2 separate regions of the Gossypium hirsutum genome follow, and region 1 is linked to region 2. A link is a contact called in public Hi-C data. All regions are on one chromosome and are shown on one strand. The core of a region is the stretch at or near the end of the contact, and the rest is flanking DNA. Distances in the headings are between cores, read along the strand shown.

Evidence for each region. Hi-C and Micro-C count contacts between places; a contact is called where the count stands out from the background.
Region 1: a Hi-C map of leaf shows a contact between it and region 2, with 2.2 times the contacts expected there. The contact joins the promoter of LOC107897533 here to the promoter of LOC107914267 in region 2. A contact is called at or near these places in 2 of 34 Hi-C or Micro-C datasets (both in leaf).

Annotation. Positions count from the first base shown.
Region 1 is chrD10:12,522,736-12,526,729 of Gossypium_hirsutum_v2.1, forward strand. It overlaps LOC107897533, which reads left to right and starts at 2,460. Exons shown (of 3, transcript XM_016823019.2): 1 at 2,460-2,683; 2 at 2,779-2,911; 3 at 3,004-3,345. The coding sequence starts at 2,508. The coding sequence ends at 3,033.
Region 2 is chrD10:12,262,616-12,266,193 of Gossypium_hirsutum_v2.1, forward strand. LOC107914267 (laccase-11) reads right to left here and starts at 2,134. Exons shown (of 6, transcript XM_016843132.2): 1 at 1,960-2,134; 2 at 1,727-1,878; 3 at 1,403-1,647; 4 at 1,193-1,321; 5 at 194-1,117; 6 at 1-102. The coding sequence starts at 2,067.

The DNA.
Region 1 (3,994 bases), core at 1,210-3,709, 260 kb after region 2:
TCCCTATAAAAAATACTCGTTCATTTTATTCACAGAAAATTTCCTTATGTGAACGTTGTAACATATTATGTCTCCTTTTAGCATTTCTCTGGCATGCTTTGGTTGTAAATTAAACTTCTACATGTTCTTGACGAGATGCTGTTCACTTCATGCAGGGCTGATGTAGCTGTGGCTACTTTTTGGGCCTTCGCATTTAGTGTGTTAGTCATACTATCCTACTTGTCCCTTTATTTTAGGCACTACTGGCTTTCATGTATCCCAATATGCCTTGTTATTTTCCTTCCCATACGCTTGAGAGGTTGTAGGCAGACTGTGGTCAAGAAGAGAGAGAGAAAGTTTCTATTACCCTTGTCCATGTGATCCGTTTTAAGCGCTGAAAGTAGTTTGATTCATCATTTGAGCTGCCCGTGGATGGCTTATTACCTGTTTTAACAAATGGGGCGATTTCAGACATTGACAAAATTGATCTTGGTCAGTAAGACTGTTGCCTACCTTCTTTTGAAGTAGATGGTACAACTTATTGTTCATTTTTCTTCACAAAACCATACTTGAAGCCCATGGTCATTTGCCATACACTTTGAACCTGTAACATTTGACAGTTCTGTATACAACAAAAAGAACAATATGCCTATAAAATGAAAGCAAGAGAGAGAGGGAACATTGAAGAAGAAAAGAAACCATTTTCAGATTGAATTGGCAAGGGAGGTTGAAAGAAAATTTGACATTCTTTTAAGTGGTTGTATGAAGCAATATGCTTCAGTTTTCTTGAGGGTTGACCTTGTTACCGAGTATTAATTAGTATAAATTCATAACCTTGTTGATTTTTCTTCTACTACACTCTCATTTGAATACACTGTTTTAGTTTATAAACTTGTGGATTTCAGTCTTTTTTGCTTCACTGTTGAGATTGAAATATGAAAACTAGATGGAATATTAGAACCAATATTGCTCCACAAATTCAACGGAAAATGGATTAATGGCCCTCTTTTATCATCATGTGGCTGAGGCTCCAGACATGTCCTTTTTTCTGGCATTTTATTGTCGCAGATGATTCTCTTTCAATCGCACCAGACTTGTTTTTACTCCACTGGAGCTTCACAACATTGTTGGTATTTCTTTACCATTTATTAACTTAATATATAATATCTTATTATCAAAATTTTCAAGTTAAATGTTTTTTTTAATTATTTTGATTTAATTTTTTTAATATAATAAATAAATTTACATATTTATATATTAATTAATCAAAATATTTAAATAAATATATAAATAATGTACCTATATTTTTGTAATTTTAACATTTTTAGTTATTTATTAAATTTTCAAATATGTTATAAGTTGCATTACATGTAAATATTATTCTAATATCTTTAATGGTTATTTTAGTTTACTATATTTCATTTTGATACCACTGCAATGATTAAATCTAAACACATGTCTCACTATTGACTTTAATTTTATTGCTGTAATACCCTAAGTTTGTAGGAATTGATACTAAGGAATTGCTAGTATTAGAGAATAGAGACCATGCTTGACGGTAAAGCCTGAAAGGCGTCAACTACCAGTATCAACCCTCTAGTGCATTTACAATGACAGTGGCTTGTCTCTAATGAAGGAAGAATTCCTAGTATCAACTTTGATTTACAAGGTTAAAATATAATACAAAAGAAGCAAGGCAAAGGAGTTGCCGATCAATGAAAGTGAACACAGAGTCAAGCACTAAAGAACGAAGGTCATGCTTAAAGGCAAAGCCTAAAAAGGCACCAACCACCAATATCAATCCTCTAGTGCATTTACAATGACAGTGGCTTGTCTGTAATGAAGGAAGAATTCCTAGCATCAATTTTGATTTACAAGAGCAAAGGCCTCCATTAATGCTAACAAATGTAAGTCCAAACTTTTAGGGGTTAGGAGGCCCTCCCTCCTTGTCCTTCGCCATTTCCTCATTGTCACATTTTCCTTTCCACGGCAGTGAAGCTCCGTGTATGAGACCCAAGTTTTGTGAATGTTTTGTTTAATTTGGGCATTAAGTTCCATCCAGCTAAACCATATGTATTGGGCTTTCTTTTTCGAGCACCAATGAGTCACTTTAATTTCTTCTCAATTTACAATGGGCCTTGTCGTTTTCGTTTCCGTCAACAAACCGAAACTCACCTTTCCTTTACCCTTAATTTTTTATTTCGTTTATCATAATCCTTTTTCCCTTTAATTAATGTCCGAGATAGCCTACTTCATCCATTAGGCTTGGTTCACACCGTTCCTTGTCGAAATATTAGAGGCCAAAGTGTCGGCAACCAGCGGTTTCTGTAAAACCCATATATTTCATTGGCCCTCCTCGAGTGCCATCTGGGTCATGGACATTCATCAGAACATACATTCCTACACTCCACACCTGTCCATTAACATTTTCCACGTGTCTTAACATAACAAGAAAGAAGGTTTCTAGTATTGTCTTTTTAAGTAAACAATGTTCAATAATTTCACAACCCGAAAGAAGGCAGGCGGAAATGAAAGCCATCCGATCGGTTCGAGCTCAGCCACCAGCAGTTTTCACTCCATCTCTGCGAGCTTCTTTAAGTCATCATAAAAGTTCAGTGATCAGCTTCAGGCCAATCATCACAAGTTGTTCCAAGCAACCGGAAAGCATGGAGCAGAAAGACGAAAAGCCTGAACAAAAACCTGGGTTAGATCATATTAATGAAGATGTTGCTTCTCTTTTTCTTCCCATGTCTACTACTACTGCTAGTGGTTTTGAAACTGTTCGTTTCATGTGTTAAGGGATGTGATGTCTGAGTCATTCGGAGAGGGATATGCTACGAGATCAGATGAAGAAGGGTTTGGAGGGATTTATGGAGAGAACGAGAGTATATCTGACATAAAAAACACAAGGAGGTTCATGAAAGTCACCCAGGTAAGTAGTAGAGTAGAATGGTTAGGTAGTAGTAAGCAAAACTTGTTTTAATTGAACTGTATTTGATTTGTGGGTGGGTGCAATGCATGAAGCTTATGACAAGACGCAGGGGAGTGAAGTGAAGGAGAAGGAGAAAGCCAGGAATCAAACTCACGCTTCCTCTTAACTCATGGATGGAAAACCCAATTATGTTCACAAGTACCCTCCTCCATTTTGTTTCATGTGCGCCTTACCTGGCATTAGTTTATTATCTTCAGTTTTTTACTGCAGTTCTTATATGTAATGCTTATTACACAGCTTAGGCTGTTACCAAACTTTCTCCTAAACAAACATCTTTAGCTATATCTGTGAAGGCCCTAAAGCCTTCCTCCATCACCCGTCTATTGTTTTTTTTGCTCTTTTTACGTTATAAATTAATGGTTAAATTTCAGCTCTATCCTTCTAATTTCTATGTTTCGCTCAAATTTTAGGTTTTATTTTTATTTTTTAATTTTGGTATAATTTCACTTACTAACTTCTAAATGAGCCCAGCTCGATTTGATCGAGTTTAATTTTTTTCAAACTCTTTTTCATTTTTTTTAGGTTTCCAGAAAATGGTCCAATTTTAAATATTTAAATCAAAATATTAATATAAACTTTTTTAATAATACTATTCTAATAGAAAAATATATATTTCAATGATGATTTCGAATGATTTTTTTATTAAAAAAATTAATTATTATTTTTCACATTATTTTTATTGCTATGTTAGATGATTAATAAGTGATTTTTTAAGTTTCAAAAATCCATATCAAAGGATTTAATTGAAAATTTTAACCGTGTTAGATTTAGTCATCTTATTTTTATTTTTAAATTTAATTTTTTTAGTCTTTAATATTTGACATTATTTTATAGCTCAAACTTTTAGTATAAACACTTCATTTTAATTAAAATGTTTATGTACATGTATTTAAATACGCAAGCTTTTACTTTTTTTATTGAGATTATACAATAATGAGATCTTTATATTATTCTTACATTTTAAATTTAATATATCTTCTATAATGGAATAGTTAACCTAGATATGTTATTATAATTAAAATG
Region 2 (3,578 bases), core at 884-3,383:
GCAGAATTGATTGATCAGCTCCTTTTCCATCTTCAACCACAAAAGCCATTTTCAATCCCCACCCAGTATGGAGCTCCAAATGACAATGCATAAACCAAACACCTAAACCCGGCAAAATCCAATGAAATTTGAACTTATATTACTTGAACTCGAGAAATTCAATAATGAAAACAAATTGAGTTCGTGATGGTACCTGGATTGTCTGCTCTAAACCGAATGGCGGTCCAACCTCCAGTCGGAACACCAACTGTGTTCCTTTCAACAGGATCGACTAAGTTGTACTTTGCCGGATCTTTGACAGGATCGAAGTTTCCGATACCGGTTCCGACCACGAAGAAGTTATAGCCATGGAGATGGAATGGATGTGACTCAACAGTAAGGAGATTAGTGTCTTGTAGCACTAGCTCAACTGTAGAATTGAAGGCTATTTTGCTAAGCCTTGTCCCATGTGCAGTGCCAAGATTGGCTGTTAAGGGTGCACCAGTATAGTTAAATGGCTTAGGAGGTTTATCAGGGAAATCAGTTGTAAAAACTCCACTGATGTTGAAGTAATGAGCTTGGAGAAGTCCAATTTTAGGCATCACAAAAGAAATATTGTTCAACGAGGCTAAGATTCTTGTCCCATTAACGCATGTCGGGCAAGAATCTTTGCCGAAACCAACCGTGTAGAACAGTTTTCGATCGACTTTAAGGGGAACATTTGCAGGAAAATTTGCAGAGTTTAAGCTCTTGAGCTTTTTGTTGTAACTCAAAGCGAAATCTGTGTCATTGGAAGCTGGTAACTGAGGAAGTGTAGGAAGAACAGTGTTGGGGATTCCTTTGTATTGGAATATCCCTGTCGCGGTTTTGTTGTCTACAGGGATTGGAGCATCCATGAAAGGCCTAGCAGCCATGAAATATCTCCCAGGGGATTGGTTGGCTTGTATTAGAACGTTCGTGGTTTGCCCTGGTGCAATCAGTATCGCTTGAGTGACGAACGGTTTTGTATAAACTGCGTCCACCTCAACTACTGTCATGTTATGACCGGCAATCGCGAAGAAAAGCTCGTCGTTGAGAGCAGCATTGATGATTCTTAGCAAGTATGTTTTCCCGGATTCGACTTCCATTGCAAATGTATCTGAAAAGTGAAAACATTCAGGATCATGTAACAGAACATGTTTTCCAACAAAATTTCTTCAAAGTTTCAACTTACGTTTCTCAGAACATGGAAAAAGAGGTCCAGGTTTCCCATTGATAGTGTGTGCATCCGACATGTTTGGTGGCAATCCCATGTTATTTCCTTGCTTGACAATCTCTTCAACATCTTTGTGCCACCATTCCCCTGCACCATGAACACAGTTTTCATCATCATCACAGAAAGGAACTCGTTTATCAATCAAAAAACATCAACCCTGGAACCGACCTAAAACAACAAGCTGTTCCATGTTCGGCTTCGGGAACGGATATGGCATTCCTTGTTTCGGCATGATGACAATGGCTCCATACACCGTAGCCCTTAGCCAAAGAATGTGTGCATGCCACCATAAAGTTCCTCTTTGCCCTGTTACATTGAAGTCGTAAGCGTAGCTATTCCCTGTCTTAATCGGACATTGTGTTATGTAAGCCGGTCCATCCGCCCAACCATTTCGATATTGCTTCAATCCATGCCTAAACAGATCATCAAACAACACATTATAAGAAACCTTGTTGCAATTTTTTTTTCCTGCATATTAATAAAAAATCTTACCAGTGAATGGACATGTTATATTTTGCATGGTTTGTAACATTGACAATAACTCTGTCTCCCTCTCTAGCATAGATTGTAGGCCCTGGAAACCTCCCGTTTACCTTTACGATTGGCTTTGCATGGCACAGTCTGCTAACATTCTTCACTTGAATCTGTTTAAAAACACATCATCAAGTGAAACAGCTGAAATATTACAAAAATTATATAAAATGCTCAGTTTTTGATTGACTCACATCAAACTGGTACTTCCTTACAGCAGCTTCTGCTGGAAAAGAAATGAATGCAATTAAACCGACCAGAAAAAGGGTCGTTTTGGAAACGAAATCACCATTGATAGCCATTCTAGCTGAGCTAAAAGCTTTTAAAACTTTTCGGTGCTTGTATGGATGTGAGACATGAAGTTGAACGTATCAAGTATTTATATAAGCTTTAAAAGAAAGGGGTAAAATTATAGGAATATAAGAAGAAGAGAATGAAGCTGATTAGGTAAAAGTTGCATAGTCTCCTTATGTCAAAGCTTGTAAGCAAAATACTGAAAGAGACTTTCAGTGCCATTGATAGGCGTAGAGGTTGAGGTTGTGAATCTAAGGAAGCAAAATGCTGAAAGAAACTCCCGGTATCCAATTTTTTTTAAACGATTCAAAAATTTGAGATTGAAAGGTATATACCAACCTAATCCTACATACAACACCAAGCTTTACCGCTAAGGAAGGCACTTTTTTTAACCTCATGTTGCATGCCCCTTTCTACTTTATAAAATGATATATTATATTTTAAAGTAAATATTTAGCATTCTGGTTTTCGGAATTCAATCAGAATTAACCAAAATTTTTAGTGGAATGCTTTTTAGCATTGTTTATTGATTAAAAATCTAATACAGAAAAGCTTACTTCTAAGCATTTTGTAGCATTTCTTTGTAAGTCTGAGTTTGCTTATTAATGGGCACATATGCTTTGCAGAGAAACTTTGTATTGCTTGTTACCAAACCATTTTGAAAATAGAAAAGAAGTATGGAAATGGAGGAATATCAACCTTAAAGTAAAGAAATGAGAAACATTGTGTGGAATAGTTGTTTTTGGATGGATTTATTATAATCACGAAATACCCGCTTTCTTTTAGCAATTTTTTCATTTCAGCATTATCCTTCTCACTCTCCTTATATGGGTTTCACTAACAATCACAATCTTGCTTCTCAAAGCTGTAAATAGTAATCGCATAAATATCAAAATCCAATTTATAAATAAAAATTCATTTTTCAATAAAACTTTATAAAAAATACATACAAAATTATAAATATATTCTTTTCATTTTCTAACATCACATTTATTTATTAAAATAATAATTTTATCCTAAAAATAACTTCTAAATATTTTTTTTTATTTTTAAATTTTAAGAATCAAGATTAAATTGACAGAATGTGTAAAATTGAGGGTTAAATTTATTAATATTTTTTAGAATTAGGATCAAACTGATAGACTTTATAAACATTGAAGGCCTAAATTTGTTATTATGTTATTCCATTAGTGGTTTAACGGAGGAGTAACCAAAATATTAAATTTGGATAACATTAGTAACTAATACAAAAAAATTTAAAAAATTTAAAACTAAATGACCAAAAAAGTACTAATAATTAAGTGACTGATTATAGAATTTACCCTAATTTTTGGGTTGCAACTATCCAAAGTTGGATGCCTTGCCCGCAAAGACATATTAGACATCCAAACATTTAGCAAAGCCCAAACTGTTTAACTTATATGAGCCCAATTAGCCCAAGAGACCAACAAAACCATATCACTAAAAGGGCCATTGTTGAGCACTGTGCATCAAACCCACAAACCTCTCCCTCTCGCCA